Linked DNA regions of Sus scrofa: all the other regions are linked to region 3. The links are chromatin contacts, called in public HiChIP or PLAC-seq maps. All regions are on one chromosome and are shown on one strand. The core of a region is the stretch at or near the end of the contact, and the rest is flanking DNA. Distances in the headings are between cores, read along the strand shown.

Region 1 (2,700 bases), core at 166-2,665, 890 kb before region 3:
CATGCATTCAATGCATGATTTTTTTTTTTTTTTTTTTTTGGCCGCACCCATGGCATGCTGTAGTTCCTGGGCCAGGGAGCCAACCTGCGCCACAGCTGCAACCGGAGCCAAAACAGTGACAACCCCGAATCCTTAACCCACTGAGCCGCCAGGAAACACCTCAATGCGTGTTGATTGAACACTTATGTGCCAGTTATTCTTTCAAGCCTTGAGGATACATCGATGAACCAAATAGATGAAATTCCTCGTCCTCACAGAGCTTACCTTCCAGTGGGGGCAAGAGACAAAAGACACGATGAAGAAAAGAAGTAATCAGTGGAGACAGGTGCTAAGGAGAAAAGTTCAGCCGAGACAGTGAGTGGGGAGCCTGTGTTGGGGGGATTCACTTAGCAAACACTGGTTCACTGAATTCTAACAAGAATGATTCAGATGGGAAGTCTTGAGATCCAAGGAGGCTAAGTGACTTGTCCTAGGGCAGTTTGGAAAGCAGCGAGGTCAGAATTTGAACCCTGGTCAAATCTCTGCTCTCTTTAAAACGTGACCCTGGACAGACTGCATGTGCCCCTAAATCAGTGCGGTAAATGTATTATTTCTGTAACAATTCATGTCACAGTAATAAAAGAAACAAACGAAAAGAGCTCTAAGTACATATTATGTTACAGCTTTTATTGAGGAATGCAATAAACATACATATCACTTTCCTGTATAATTTTAATGGTTTGTGGGGGAGAGTTGAGAAAAGCATCTCGGTTTGCTGAATAGTTGAGTTTAGGGGAAAAACTGACCCAAGCACATGCCTCTCAAACTCCCTGATGAGGTCACCTCGGTTCTGCAAGGTGAATCGAGGTCGCTTGCGAAGGCAACGGCTGAGCAGAACCGGATTCGCCAGATTCCCTTTAACCCTCCAGGAGACAGGGAGGCTCCCGAGCACACCACGGGTCAGTTCCCCGGAAGGCCGCCAGGGGGCGACAGAAGGAAACGGACCCAGGTGAGCTCGTGACGTGCCCCGGGGCCTGGAAACTGCGGGGTGCATGAAATGATCTCAGAATGAATGCAGGAGATAGCACGGGGTTCGGGCTTTGCCACTTGTGTGACCTCAAACGATCCGGTTCATTGGTTTGTTGTGAGGAGTAAATAGAAAAATGTGTAAAAGTTCTCAAAGGAGTTCCCTGGTGGCTTAGCCGGCTAAGGATCCCCTGTTGTCACTGCTGTGGCGCAGGTTCAATACCTAGCCTGGGAATTTCCACATGCTTTGGACGCAGCCAAGGGGGAAAAAAAAAGTGCTTAAAACGATGCTTGGACAACTGTAAACACTCAATAAACTTTAACGGCCCAAGTAAGTCGTTGCCCTTTTAAGGCCCCGCCATGTTTACATCTAAGCGGAAATACCCGCTCAGGATTCCGGAAGTGACCTAAGAGCCCCTCAAAAAGATGGCGGTGGAACGTTCGGCCGGAAGCGGTCACAAGCGTTTTCGTGACGCGAAACGAATTAGAGCGTCCCGCGGGGTTTCCATGGTGCAGCTCTCAGCCCCGAGTCCTTCTGCTTCCTCTCCGGCCTGAGCGCTGTGGACGAGGAGGCCGGCAACCCGTTCCTCCCCCCGCAGTCGCCGCTTAGGGGAGGGGTTGGGCGAGCAAGTGACGCTCTAGGCGAGTAGTTCTCGTCTCTATGGTGCTGAATGCTCTCACGCTCCGCTCTCGCGCGTTGGGACGGACGTTGCCCCTTTAATCGGCCGAGGGCGGTGCCGAGGAGGTCCCGCGAGAGCGGCGGGGGGCGGGGGGCGGTGCCGAGGCTGGGGGCCCGTGGCGGATGGAGCCCGCGATGGAGCCGGAGACTCTGGAGGCGCGAATCAGTGAGTGTCCGGGAGGGGCGCGGGCCGGACCGGAACCGGAACCAGGGGCACTAGGCGGGCCCCTTCCCGACGGAGGCGGGGTACGGGGCGCCCCCTCCTCACGCCCCGCCCCCGGCCCGGGGAGGGACGGTGTCCCAAGCCGGTACCTCAGACTCTGGGTTGAATAGAGACCCCAGCAGGTGCGCGGACTGGCGACGCGAGCGGGCGCCGCCTACCCTTCCGATCCGAGGGCAGCGACCCCCAGGGAGGAGTGAGCTGCGCCCCTCTCTGTGCCCAGAACCTCCGGGATGGAGAAAGCAGCCTCCAACCCCCTCGGGCCCAGACTTCAACGCGGAACGGACGCCCTAGTCTTTCCAAGGAGCCCGGGATGGTAGCAAGCGAGCAGCCCCTGGGGCTGAACCTCAGACCCAAGAGGGAGGGATCCTGCTCCCCTGGAACCCCGAATCCTCCGCTTTCTGACGCTGCATGCGTGACTCGCTCCTATCCATTCCTTGAGCTTGCATCTCCGCTCAGATTTGCTCGTTCCCCCACCCAGGAAGGGAGGGTCCACTAACCCATGAGAGCCCCCGAGTTCTGGCCACATAGTGAGAAACCCCTAAACCCTACAGGTTTGAGTCCGGTCTCAGACTCCAGAAGTAATTTCAAGGTCTCTATCCCTGCCCTCAACCCAGCCCCTTGGCTTCTGCACCCTCACCAGACTCCTTTCCCAGCCCTCTCCTGGCTTCCTCCAAATGCCTCTGCATCCCCTCCTGTGTCTCTTCCTAATACCTGGCTTTCAGAGTATCAGCCGCTACACGGTCCACCTGACCTCCCTATCCCACACTACAGAAGCTTTTCAGCTCTCACAACC
Region 2 (2,700 bases), core at 51-2,550, 720 kb before region 3:
ACAAAAAACCCTGTCTGGGCTGATTTGCACCTCCCAGTGGTGAGCAGTGGGGCATCCACATCCAGTTTCCTTCTCACTTCTGTTCCTTTGCCCCTGTAGCCTCCCTATTGTCCTAGGTGAGGGGAGGAGGTCAAAATGACAGCTGGTCCTAGAAATTGTGGCTTCTCAGAATCAGCTGGAGACTAGCTATTGGGAGACCTCTGTGGCTTCCGAAGGTCTCCTGTGAAACAGCAGAGGAAGCTTTGGGGGAAGGGTGGGGAGTGGGTCAGCCAAGTGCCTCAGAGTGCCCTGTTAAAACTTGGTTTTTTTCCACACCATCGGATTGCATCCTAGGAGGACCTTTTTTCCTTTTCGCCTGATTTTTGGTTCCTCCTGTACAAGAGATGGCTTTGCCAGGTGGTCGGCCGGGGCTCCAGCCCTGCCACCCGCCACTTAAAAACCTCCTGACCTCTTTACTTCTGAGTCTTTTATGAGTAGTTGTAGATGGGGGAGGAGGGGGGCGGGGAGTGGACAGTGAGACATACTGCAGTTGACTTTGAATTGCTAAGTAGTTTTACAGAGCTAGGTCTGTGTGTATGTGTGTATATGTATATATACAATCTAGGGCTAGGACTTAACGTTTCACACCCGGGAGCTGGGAGAAAAAACCTGTACAGTCTTTCCCTTTTTTGTAATAAAATGGGAAAACGCGCAATTGTGCGTCCTTCCCCTCCCCCCCCCACCATCCCAACCCCCTTTTACTTTTTAAACAAGTGTTATTTGTGCCGGGAAGAATTTGCTGTCTTTGTAATTTTGAAACTTTAAAATAAAATTGAAAAAAAAAAAAAAGGAAAAAGCCCGTGCAGTGTGTTTTTCTTCACTTCCAAGCCTGGAGGAGAATGCGTAGCAATCGGATGGGCAAGGAGTGGGGGAAATCTCGGGGGCGTTTGCACCTGAGAATGGGGGAGGGTTCCAAGAGCTCGACAGAACCGGGGCAACCCTGGGGCTAGAGCGTACAGAATGTGCTTCAGCCCGCTTCCCGGCGCCTGCCTCCCGCGCCCGTAGGGCATCCCCTTAACCTTCCGAGTGCTAAGTGTGCAGGCAGGGGATGGGTGGGGGTCTGGAGGCCCGGACGCGCGTTCCTCCGCCCCGTCACTTCCCCTCCCCCTTTGAGGACAGCTCCAGTCTCAATTTACAGACCAATCCACTTTCGTCCACTGCGGATCCCGCCAGGCCCCGCCCGCCCATCCCTGGGTCCGCCTCCCCTGCCCCAGTAGCGGGGGCCCCTCGCTCTGATTGGCTGTCGGGGCCCAGCCCCCGCCACGTGATCAGGCGGGGGTCTCCGTGCGTACAGCCCGCAGCGGGCAGGCGCGCTCCGGCGAGGTGGACGCGATGTGGGCCGGCCGCATCCTCTGCGCTGCCCTCTCCCGGGCCCCCCGCGGCTGTCGCCCGCAGTCAGCGCTGGCTCAGCTGCGTGGCATTCTGGAGGAGGAGCTGGAAGGCATCCGCGAGGCTGGCACCTGGAAAAGCGAGCGGGTCATCACGTCCCGTCAGGGGCCGCGCATACACGTGGACGGCGTCTCGGGAGGTAATGGACCCCGCTCCTGCTGGGAATCGTCAGACCTGGCCAGGCGTTCGAGGGCCGTTCTGAGGCTTGGGCTGGAATGGAGGTCCTGGAGGCCGTGGGCGGGCAGGAGCACCTGCACAGGTCGCTGCTGTACCCTTCCCCATCTGTCAGGCCGACTTGTCGACTTCTCGGCTTCCCGCGGTTAGCTCTAACCTGGTTAACGCGAAGGGAGGTAATTTGCCCTTAAGCCCCTTTTTGATTCAGAGGGCACGGCTGGCCCGAGATCAAGCGCTGTGAGAATGTGAGAAAAAAAAATAGAGAGATACCAGCGGGCTCTCACTCTTCCGCTTCAAGGGAGGGTGGTGAGAAGGCGGCAGCATGAACTTCTGCGTTTCTGGAGCCGCTGCTTTGTTCAGGCTTCTATTAATTGCTGCACTTGGACTTCTGCAAACTTCAAAACGTGGGGATGACCAATCCCATTTACAAACGAAGAAGCTGACCCTCAGAGATGTGAAGTGGCTGGCGGGAAAGGCCCCAGCCAGCTGCAGGCAGAGCTGGGCTTTGGTTTGGTTTGGCATATGGAACTAGCAGGTCAGCTAACTGGCCAAAATCACAGTGAGCAAAGGGCTCCAGGGCTGCTGCAGAAGTCACACCATGAATTGGCCCACCAGGCCACCCTTGTTTCTGTCTCACACCCCACAGCTTGTCTGTGCCTGGCCCCACCAGGTGGAGGTGCTGGTGACAAGCGGACCCCCAAACCTGCCATCTGCCCAGGAAATGGGCATGGACTCCTTGGTGCTGTTGTGCTCGTTTATAAAACAGAGGTCCCTGGAAGGCCCTGCCTTGCCCTCAGAGAAGCTTGGAGCTGGTCAAAAGATGGGGAATGAGGAGAGCGAGGCTCTTTTCCTGCTTTCGCCTCTCCCAGGCTGAGTAAACCTTGCCTCCTCTGGTCAGCTGTGCTCGCTTTGGGCTTTATAATTCAAGGGTCAGGTTCTGATGCGCTTCTCTACTAGGCAGCAAAGCCAGCCGTGTGGAGCGTGGGGACCAAGGCGGGCCTCTGACCCAGCTGTCCCCTGTCATCCACGAGGAAACCAGGGCCCAGACGAAGGGTTGCTGGTGAGCTTCAATGACAGGAGAAGCCAGTGAGGAACGGC
Region 3 (2,700 bases), core at 18-2,517:
GCATTGCTGTCCTGGAAGACGTTATTGAGGGCATGCAGAGCACAAAGCTCCCTGCGCTGTTTCTCATGGTAGATTTGTGGGGGTGCTGCCTGGGGCAGCTCCAATGATTCAGATTTGGCCTTGTCTCCTTTCCATGGCACGCAACTCATGTTTTTTGTTTTAAGTTCCAGAGAGGGCTAAAAACACCCTACCCTTCCCTCCTGAGGAGGAATATAAGCTTCTCAGTCTTTTCAGAATTCCTGAGGTCCACCTTAGTTTCTGGTGTCCATGATTTATGCCTTGTCACGGAGAGAAAAGGTTGGAATCAAAAGGAAAAATAATTTCCCTCTCTCTCTTCTCAATAGAAAGGTAAGGTTTAGTGTATTTCGCCACCGCTGTCAAAGTGCAGAAGTTTTAGAAATTCATATAAAACCTAAGTCCTTGTTTCCCCTCTTCTACCTTCCTCTTCCACCCCCTCCAAAAACCCTACAATTTTCTTGCTGTATTTTCCTTTCTGCAAATGCCAACCAGGCCTCAAGGCAGGAGGACCGAACGGAATCGGTCACATCGCTCCTTTTCTTCCATTTCTTTCGAACCACAACGCCACTGACTCAGGAGACAAGGCCTAGGTGGTGGATAAAACGCAGATTTCGAGCAGCTAGCGAGGGCCGGCCAGAGTGGGATCGCGGGCCGTGCTGGGGTCTCGGGGGAGGTTCTCCATCCCCTCGGGCGCGGTGGGGCCCCAAGGGGCCGAGGCGGGCGCAGCTCCCCCGGCAAGTGCGGATTCTCGCCCTCTCGGCGCAGCCCTACGAGGAGACAACTCCTGTCAGCTCCGGCAGTCCGGCCGGCCGCCGCGGGGGACCGGGTGGCGCGGGTAAGCGGCGCGGCGAGTCTGGTCCCAGCCCTAGGGAAGGTCCTGCGCAGCGACTGGCAGGCCCGCGAGGGGTGGGGCCAGACAATACGCCTCGCCCTGGGGGCCCGGGCCCACCCAGCTCGCCGCCCCCACCCCAACCTCCCCGCCCATCACGTGAGTGCAAGCCGAGGCGCCTTCCCACCGGTCCCCTAGCCCCGGCCCTAGCCCGGTCCCCCGCGCCACCCGGACAGCTTGAGAACGCACTGCCGGTTGCCCCCCTCACCGCTGCAGGCCGCCACCTGGAGCTGCGGGCCACCACCTGGGCCGCGTGCGGGCGGGCGCGCGCACCTGAGCCCGACGTCAGCGGCCCCCGCCCGGCGCGTGCTCCGGAAACGCCCTCCTTCGCCGTCCCTGCTCCCGCCCCGCCGCAGCGTCACGTCTGACGTCAGCCTGACGTCAGCGGCGCGGGCTTTGGAGCTGTGGCCGCCAGGTGTTTGGTGGGAGCGGGCAGCGTTGGCCACCCTAGGGGTGCGAGATTGGGAGCCCAGCAGCGGTTGTGGCAGCGGCAGGGGCAGCGACGTCGGCTCGCTGCAGGTAGGGCTGATGCCCGGTTCCTTGGCTCTGTTCCTTCCGGGACTGGGCAGGCCGTGCGGCCGGCGGGAGTCCCGCCCCGATGTCTGTCCCGCCCCTCGCCTCCTTTTCCCTCCCCTTCTCTCCCTCGGGCGTCGGCTCCGTTCCGGGGCGGTGACCGGGCCAGCGGCTGCACGTCAAGGTTCTCCTCACCCCTCCCCTCTCCCTGACTAGGCTTCTTGGGCCCAGTGCTTTCGTGAACCTGGGCTAGCTGCTCCTGCACTGACCGTTTTATGCTTGTCTAGCACGTCGTTCCCCCAGGTGATTTCAAAGTACCTTGTTGACGCGGTCGGGCGCAAATTCTCTTGGTTTAGTGGGCCCGACCGCCTTCACTTTCCAGGAGCTCTCTGGGTAAGTGCCTCTTCGGGAGTCACGTTTCTAGTGGACTAGAGAGTCGTTTCAGCTCCTTGGTGTCATATTTCGGCGTCTTACTCACTGACCACTGTCCTCTCACCTTCTGCTCTGGTCTCACCGTGGCGGCCATAGAGCTTTCCTCTTTTCTCAGGGCCTAAGTGCATTGTGTGTGTCAGGAAGATGAACTCAGTCCTGCATGGATTTTTTTTTTTTTTTTTTTTAACCCAAAGACATGTGGAAGGCATCGGCGAATATTCATCATCCACTGTAGTTGCTCTCCTTTTGGATTTTTGTTCAGGAAGTTGGAAAAACAATAAAAGAAAAGGTCACACTTAACAATTCAGTCATTTCTTTAACCCTACTTCAACACGACTCAACACTGTTAAAAGACAATTGAAAATCTAGTTGGCTAGATTTCAAAATTCAACTGAAAATCTAGTTGGCTTTATTAAACAATTTATAAATCAGGCAGCATCCTATCTAGTAAATAGAAAGGCAATCCGAGAAGCAGTACGAAATAGGAGATTTTTAATAGACAGAAGAAAGTGGATTGTATCGCGGTAGGTCATATTCCCTTTTAGAAAGGCAAGGGGTCTTATCAGGCCGATTACCCCAATAGTGTTGTTCAGGAAATTAGAGACTGATTGTTTAAGTTTCTACTCCTGGTAGAGGCTGAAAATGCAATTAGGTTTAAGTGTTAAATCTTGGTGGGGCTTAATTTTGGGCCTCTTTTTAACACCATTACTCAGCACGAAATTATCACTTAACACCCTTGGCTTGAGTGCCTACCACGAGGTTGGGAGTCCTGAGCCCTGGTCCAAACAACTTTCGAATTACCTTAAATTTTTACAATGTGTAAGCCACCTAAGGTTTACAGTTATATT
Region 4 (2,700 bases), core at 175-2,674, 560 kb after region 3:
GAAGAAGGTATATGTTTAACTGGCCCCTGCCTGTGATGCTTTGGGTGGTGCCAAAAAAATTGGGATCATCTAAACTGAGTCCAGCTGGCTAATTTGAAATATAATTTTTTCACCATAAACAAATGGTCAGGTCGTGTTCCTCCTTAGCTCCAAATCTTCTGGTGGCTCCAGCCTCAGCATAGTCTCCCCTCCCCTGCCCCGAAAAGGACCTGCAGTCCTGCGTCTTCCCCAGTTCTTGCTCACTCACTCTACTCCCCTGGCACTGGTCCCCTCTCTTCTGCTCCTAGGACAGCTGAGCCTAAGGGCCCACCTGAGGGCCAACACCTGGAATGCTCCTCCCTCAGGTCCTACTCCAGGTTCCCTTATCAGACAGGCCTTCTGGCAACACTCCACATAAAAAGGCAACTCCTTTCCCTTCATCCTCTCATCCAGTAAGTTTCTCAAGTTTCTCCCGGTTCTTATCACCTCCTCTGACATCAGCCTCCACCAGAATCTGAGGACTTGATGTATTCTCTGCAGTGCCAGTGGCAGTGCTTGCAAAACAAGGATTTATGCAAGAATGAATGGAAGGGTGGGCAATTGTCCTGCCAGATGCCTTTTAATCCACACAAAAGCTGGGAGGGGTTAGGAAACTTGCCAGAGGGCAGGCAGCTGTCCTTAAGTGGTGGAACTGGGACTGGAACTGGAGCTGTCTGGGCTTGATTCCAAAGCCTGCCTGTTCCCCTCCCCTCCTAGACTATCCTTCCTCAGCCGGACACTGAACTAGGCTCTGGGGGGAAGGGGGTTTAGGGATTCCGTAAGGACATGGCTCCTGCCCTTAAATCTGGTGAGACAGAAACTAAAAAAACAGTGCCTAGCAAATAACAGGCGCCAATAACACGTTTTGTTAACTTAAGGAGTGAAGCCCTAGGTGGTCAGCAGACATTTCCGTGGAGCCCAAAGGAGACATTAATGTTGGATGAGAAAGGGGGCGGGAAAAGACTTCAACAGGGGACAGTTGAGGTGGTCCTTGAAAGGTAGGTCTTTGCCAGGGGAGCGGGAACGGCATGGAGGGTTGAAAAGAAGGCAATCTGAGAAAATGGAAGAGCTGTGAAAGCCACGATAGGGAATACTGTTAGTGTTAAAAGTCCCCCAGGAGCCCTCATGGTTCCAGCTCGAGATGGGCAGACAGTGCTGGGGCCTGGCCAGACCCCCCGGACAGACCACGGTGCTGGCAGCAGGGTGGGTGACTACCCCGCCCAGCTGCCTCCCCCAGCTTTCCCTGGCTCTGTTCCGCGGGACGACGACGCCTGGGACCGCCGCGTAGGCGAGGCCCTCAGCAGGCCGGACCCTCTGTGTTGTCACGTACGGAGGCGGGACTCAAGCTTGTGGGCGGAGCCGAGCTAGGGGGCGTGGCCCGACGTGGCTCTGGCCCCGCCCCGAGAGAGGCCTAGGCGGGGGAAACCGGAAGTCCTCCCGCCTCCCCCTGCCTCCAGGCTCTCTTCGATCCCTCCCCTCAGCTCCGTGCGCAAGGTCGTGTCCCGGAAGTGAAGGGGCCATGTTGGCGGGTGACCCCAGGAGAGGTACCGGGCGAGAGGCGAGACTCGAGGAGTGGTAGCGCGCGCGCGGCCCGCAGGTAAGTGAGGGGAGGAGTGAGGGCCAGGGCTGGGGGCTCGCCGCCTTTCCTCTCAGGGCCGCGGCCGGTGCTCCCTATCCGGCCCTGGCTACCGACCTGGCCGCCGGGGGTCTGGCCCTAGCCTGCCGGGCTTTCCCCCTGAGGCCTCTCGTTGGCCCCGCCCCAGCCTCCGGAGCCCTCCCGGGGGGGCCTGAGCCGGCCTGCCCCAGCCTCGGGGTCTTCCCTCTTCGGCTCGGTGCGAAGGCGGGGTCGGGGAAGAAACTGGGGACCCGCCGGGGCCCAGCCGCCCACTCGCCGCTCGACCTTGTAGTAACAGCTCTGGCGTGACAGTCGCTTCCTACTTCATAAAGCACTTTTCCTGTTGATTTCTGGACTTATCTCCTGCTGCGGGAGACCCTTAAGGGGGGCTGAGGGGTGCTCTTCTGCAGTTGAGGAAAAAGGGACGGGGATGGCTGCTAGCACTAGGCCGGAGGCTGATGGCTAGCTGGTTTGGGGCCCAAAGTCCAGACGTTTTTACCAAATGTTTCCCCCACTCCTTCTCGTTTCTGTATTTCAGAAACAAGGGTCATCATCATTTTTTTCCACAGAAGGACGTTTTGAGGGTTCCCTCTTTAGTATGTGCCAGGCCCTGTGCTGGGAAAGTTTGTAGAACACCTAGAAGTGCTGTGCACTTGGTAAGCTCCTAGCCAATGGTAGTAGCTGTCATTACAGAGGCAGGCAGAATTGGGGACACGCGTGCACCCCCTCTTTACAGCTGTGTGCCTGTGGGCAAGTTACTTCCCTCTGGGAGCATCAGTTTTCTCTACTTAAAATGGGGATACCGATGACACTGGTGGTGTGTTAGAACGGGATGAGTTGTCACGTGGGACCTGCTTAGCCCTCGCATGATATCTAGTAAACAGTAAGTGTTAAAGCTTGACGTGAACCCGGACCAGTTTGTAAGTTCCTCAACTTACATGTGATAAGGGATGACAAAGCACTTTACAAATGATAACCCCCTGCTGTTGTGTAAGGACTGACTGTGACAGTTTATGTGTAGCTCCATTGAATACAGATGAGAGTAGGTAACCCTAATAATAGCTGTC
Region 5 (2,700 bases), core at 196-2,695, 670 kb before region 3:
TTCCATGTCTTGGCTATGGTATATAGTGCTGCAGTGAACATTGGAGTTCATGTATCTTTTCAAGTCATGGTTTTCTCTGGATAGATGCCCAGGAGTGGATTGCTGGATCAAATGGTAATTCTATATTTAGCTTTCTGAGGAATCTTCATACTGTTTTCCACAGTGGTTGCACCAATTTATATTCCCACAAAATTTTATTATTGATAATTTGGAAAAATTCCTCCTGACTTCACAATTCTTTTTTTAGTAATGCCATGAACATTTTGAGAGTTGTCAAAGTTGAGGGCAACCAGTATCAAACTTTTTTCCTATATTAACTGTAAGTTTTCAGTTAATTTCAACCTTTCTAGTGCCCTGATTAACCTTAAATACATATTTCATTGAAGACACCCATTGATCCACAGCCCGTGGTAGCTGTATCTTATACACTGAAGGCAGTAACTATTCCCAGAAGAGTATCACATAAGCATATCTTACTAAACTCAAATGTTCCCAGTAGGAATGTCTCTGAAATCCCAAACGCCACTAGACACAGGGGTTAAGTGTGACAGGAGAAATTGAAATAGAAAACGGTTCTAAGGAATTGCAGTAGAAATATTACTTTTGCAAATTTCACAAAAACCCTGTAACTATATTAGCACTCTCCTTGAGCCAACGAAGAGTCCCGGGGACTCCATGAGCCTTTTAGCTTAGTCCTACGATGGTATCACCGCTCGGTTTACAGACAAAGGAGTAAACTCAAAGCAAAAATGCGACATGAGAAGCTGGGGCCAGGCATTGCCATTCTAAATGGCTAACCTAAGGCTCTGGACCCACATATTGGCTTGTATCGCTTTGTTTTACAACCCGGTCCCTAACTCTAGGTCATCCCCAGGAGTCCAACTCCACCCACAGCGTGAGAGTTCATGCTGTAAGCGTGGGTAGGTCCCACGACAACGGCCTCACACCGCAGCTGGCTTCACCTTTGCCTGTTGCAACCTTAATGTCCAAAGTTGGGAAGCGCCTTTTCTCAACGCCCTCTCAACGCCCAAGTCTCAACTTTTACATCCAGTAACTTTATATTGTTGAGGTCGAAACGTTTGAAGACATTTTTCGCTACAGGCAACTCGCTTAACACCTAAATCCACATTCAGCCCCCCCCCACCCCATGTCGGAATTTCCCTTCACGCGAGAGGTCCGCCCGCGGGAGCTGTCAGCCATCTTTTGTGTGGCATCATTTTGTAGCTTCTCTTACTTTGCCCAACCTTTATTACGCTGAAATATTTCATGTCCTTATTTCTGAATGTTTTCAAGTACTATTGAGTCATCTTCTTTGTAGAGTCTCTATTTGAAGATAGAGGAATAATGTGTTTAATCTCATTCGCCCTTCCCAGCATGGCTGCCTCAGGTTGCCGAAGGCCCCGGAAGAGCTTCTGGTTTCCCAGCCAACTCGAGATGGGCTGGACTTCCGGCGTCCAGACGCAGGCGAGGTGCGCTTTTTCCGCTCTTTCCTCCTGGGCCTCGGAGCGCCGCAGCCATGTCTTATCCCGCTGATGATTATGAGTCGGAGGTAAGCTGCCCCTAGGCGTGTTCTGGGCGCCGCAACATGGACAGGGCTCTTTGGGTGTTGGGCCCCGCGGGGGGACAGTGTCTGGGTCTCTAGGAGCCCCCGTGGGCCGCGACCAGCCCCAGCCGGCCTCTCTGCCAGCACTGCTCTCACTGCTGCCACCCTACCCTCCCGGCTCCTCATCAGCCTGGTCTCAGCCCGCCCACCTCGCGTGTCTCGTTTTCTTTTCCTTTTCTTTCCGAAGCCCAAGAACGGAGGCTGGTCATAGGGTTCTGTGTTTCTGTAATTGAACTCTGATTTCTTAGGCCCTGGCCTTAGTCCTGCCAAACCTCGTCGATTCCCACAGCTTCTGTGCTTTGCTGTATCTCATTGCAGCTGCAACGCGGTATTGTCGTTGTCTGTTTATTCTCCCTTTTCTCATAGGGATGTGAGTTCCTCCAAGGCAGGGACTGCGTCTTACCCCCTTTGTATCCTTAGAACCCAGGAGGAGCATTTTGGATTCACGAATTGGTGACGGTCTTGTTTGTCTCTTTCGTTAACAGACTGCTTATGATCCCTATGCTTACCCGGGCGACTATGATATGCACACAGGTGAGTCTACAGTTTGTCTGGCTAGCTGGGTACTTCTAGGGATTGGCACCCTTTTGAATGTCTCAGAACAGCTTTGCCGGGCACCTGTTTAAGACTACGTCTTGATAGTCCAGGTTTGGAGTCAAGTTACTAACTCTCAAAGGGAGGGTGGTATATAGCCTATTAAACCAGGCCTTTTTCATGGTCCATCTCAAAGTCTCAGAAGGGAAGGATTACTGTCTCAGCTGTTTAAACTATTAGCTGAAGAAAAAAGCCTTTTGGGGGGGGGGCTGCCCCTGTGGCACGTGGGGATTACTGGGCCAGAAACTGAACCCTCACCACAGCATCGACCTGAGCTACTGCAGTGACAACATCAGATCCTTAATCCACTGCACCGCAGGGAAATTCCAGAAGAAGACATCTTGTGAAAAGTTAAAAGTGATTCAAACCAAGTCCAGATGAAACCTTTTTGGAAGGTTTTTGAGGTTTCCTGGGTTGTTACGATGACTTGGTTTGACTTAGCCCTTTGTACGTGCCGTGTGTTGTCCTGGATACTTTGTGTGAAGTATTTCATTTAGTCCTTA

Evidence for each region. HiChIP or PLAC-seq counts read pairs in DNA pulled down with a chosen protein or histone mark.
Region 1: a contact with region 3 is called in an H3K27ac HiChIP or PLAC-seq map of alveolar macrophages. The contact joins the promoter of GGA1 here to the promoter of GTPBP1 in region 3. A contact is called at or near these places in 2 of 2 datasets of contacts at active chromatin or transcription factors (alveolar macrophages and skeletal muscle).
Region 2: a contact with region 3 is called in an H3K27ac HiChIP or PLAC-seq map of skeletal muscle, with 3 times the contacts expected there. The contact joins the promoter of GCAT here to the promoter of GTPBP1 in region 3. A contact is called at or near these places in 1 of 5 promoter capture datasets (liver) and 1 of 2 datasets of contacts at active chromatin or transcription factors (skeletal muscle).
Region 4: a contact with region 3 is called in an H3K27ac HiChIP or PLAC-seq map of alveolar macrophages. The contact joins the promoter of MIEF1 here to the promoter of GTPBP1 in region 3. A contact is called at or near these places in 1 of 5 promoter capture datasets (liver), 1 of 47 Hi-C or Micro-C datasets (liver) and 1 of 2 datasets of contacts at active chromatin or transcription factors (alveolar macrophages).
Region 5: an H3K27ac HiChIP or PLAC-seq map of alveolar macrophages shows a contact between it and region 3. The contact joins the promoter of EIF3L here to the promoter of GTPBP1 in region 3. A contact is called at or near these places in 2 of 5 promoter capture datasets (fetal liver and liver), 1 of 47 Hi-C or Micro-C datasets (liver) and 2 of 2 datasets of contacts at active chromatin or transcription factors (alveolar macrophages and skeletal muscle).

The regions. Positions count from the first base shown.
Region 1 is chr5:10,212,545-10,215,244 of Sscrofa11.1, reverse strand. It overlaps GGA1 (ADP-ribosylation factor-binding protein GGA1), which reads left to right and starts at 1,415. Exons shown (of 19, transcript XM_021091505.1): 1 at 1,415-1,850. The coding sequence starts at 1,808.
Region 2 is chr5:10,037,079-10,039,778 of Sscrofa11.1, reverse strand. It overlaps GCAT (2-amino-3-ketobutyrate coenzyme A ligase, mitochondrial), which reads left to right and starts at 1,300. Exons shown (of 9, transcript XM_013997525.2): 1 at 1,300-1,567. The coding sequence starts at 1,372. It overlaps LOC100510904 (histone H1.0), which reads left to right. Exons shown (of 1, transcript XM_003126037.4): 1 at 1-835.
Region 3 is chr5:9,320,759-9,323,458 of Sscrofa11.1, reverse strand. It overlaps GTPBP1 (GTP-binding protein 1), which reads left to right and starts at 1,267. Exons shown (of 12, transcript XM_021091480.1): 1 at 1,267-2,700. JOSD1 (josephin-1) reads right to left here and starts at 1,527. Exons shown (of 5, transcript XM_013988199.2): 1 at 1,116-1,527; 2 at 1-785. The coding sequence starts at 149.
Region 4 is chr5:8,760,811-8,763,510 of Sscrofa11.1, reverse strand. MIEF1 (mitochondrial dynamics protein MID51) reads left to right here and starts at 1,424. Exons shown (of 6, transcript XM_001929366.6): 1 at 1,424-1,615.
Region 5 is chr5:9,994,810-9,997,509 of Sscrofa11.1, reverse strand. It overlaps EIF3L (eukaryotic translation initiation factor 3 subunit L), which reads left to right and starts at 1,445. Exons shown (of 13, transcript NM_001244086.1): 1 at 1,445-1,549; 2 at 2,089-2,137. The coding sequence starts at 1,517.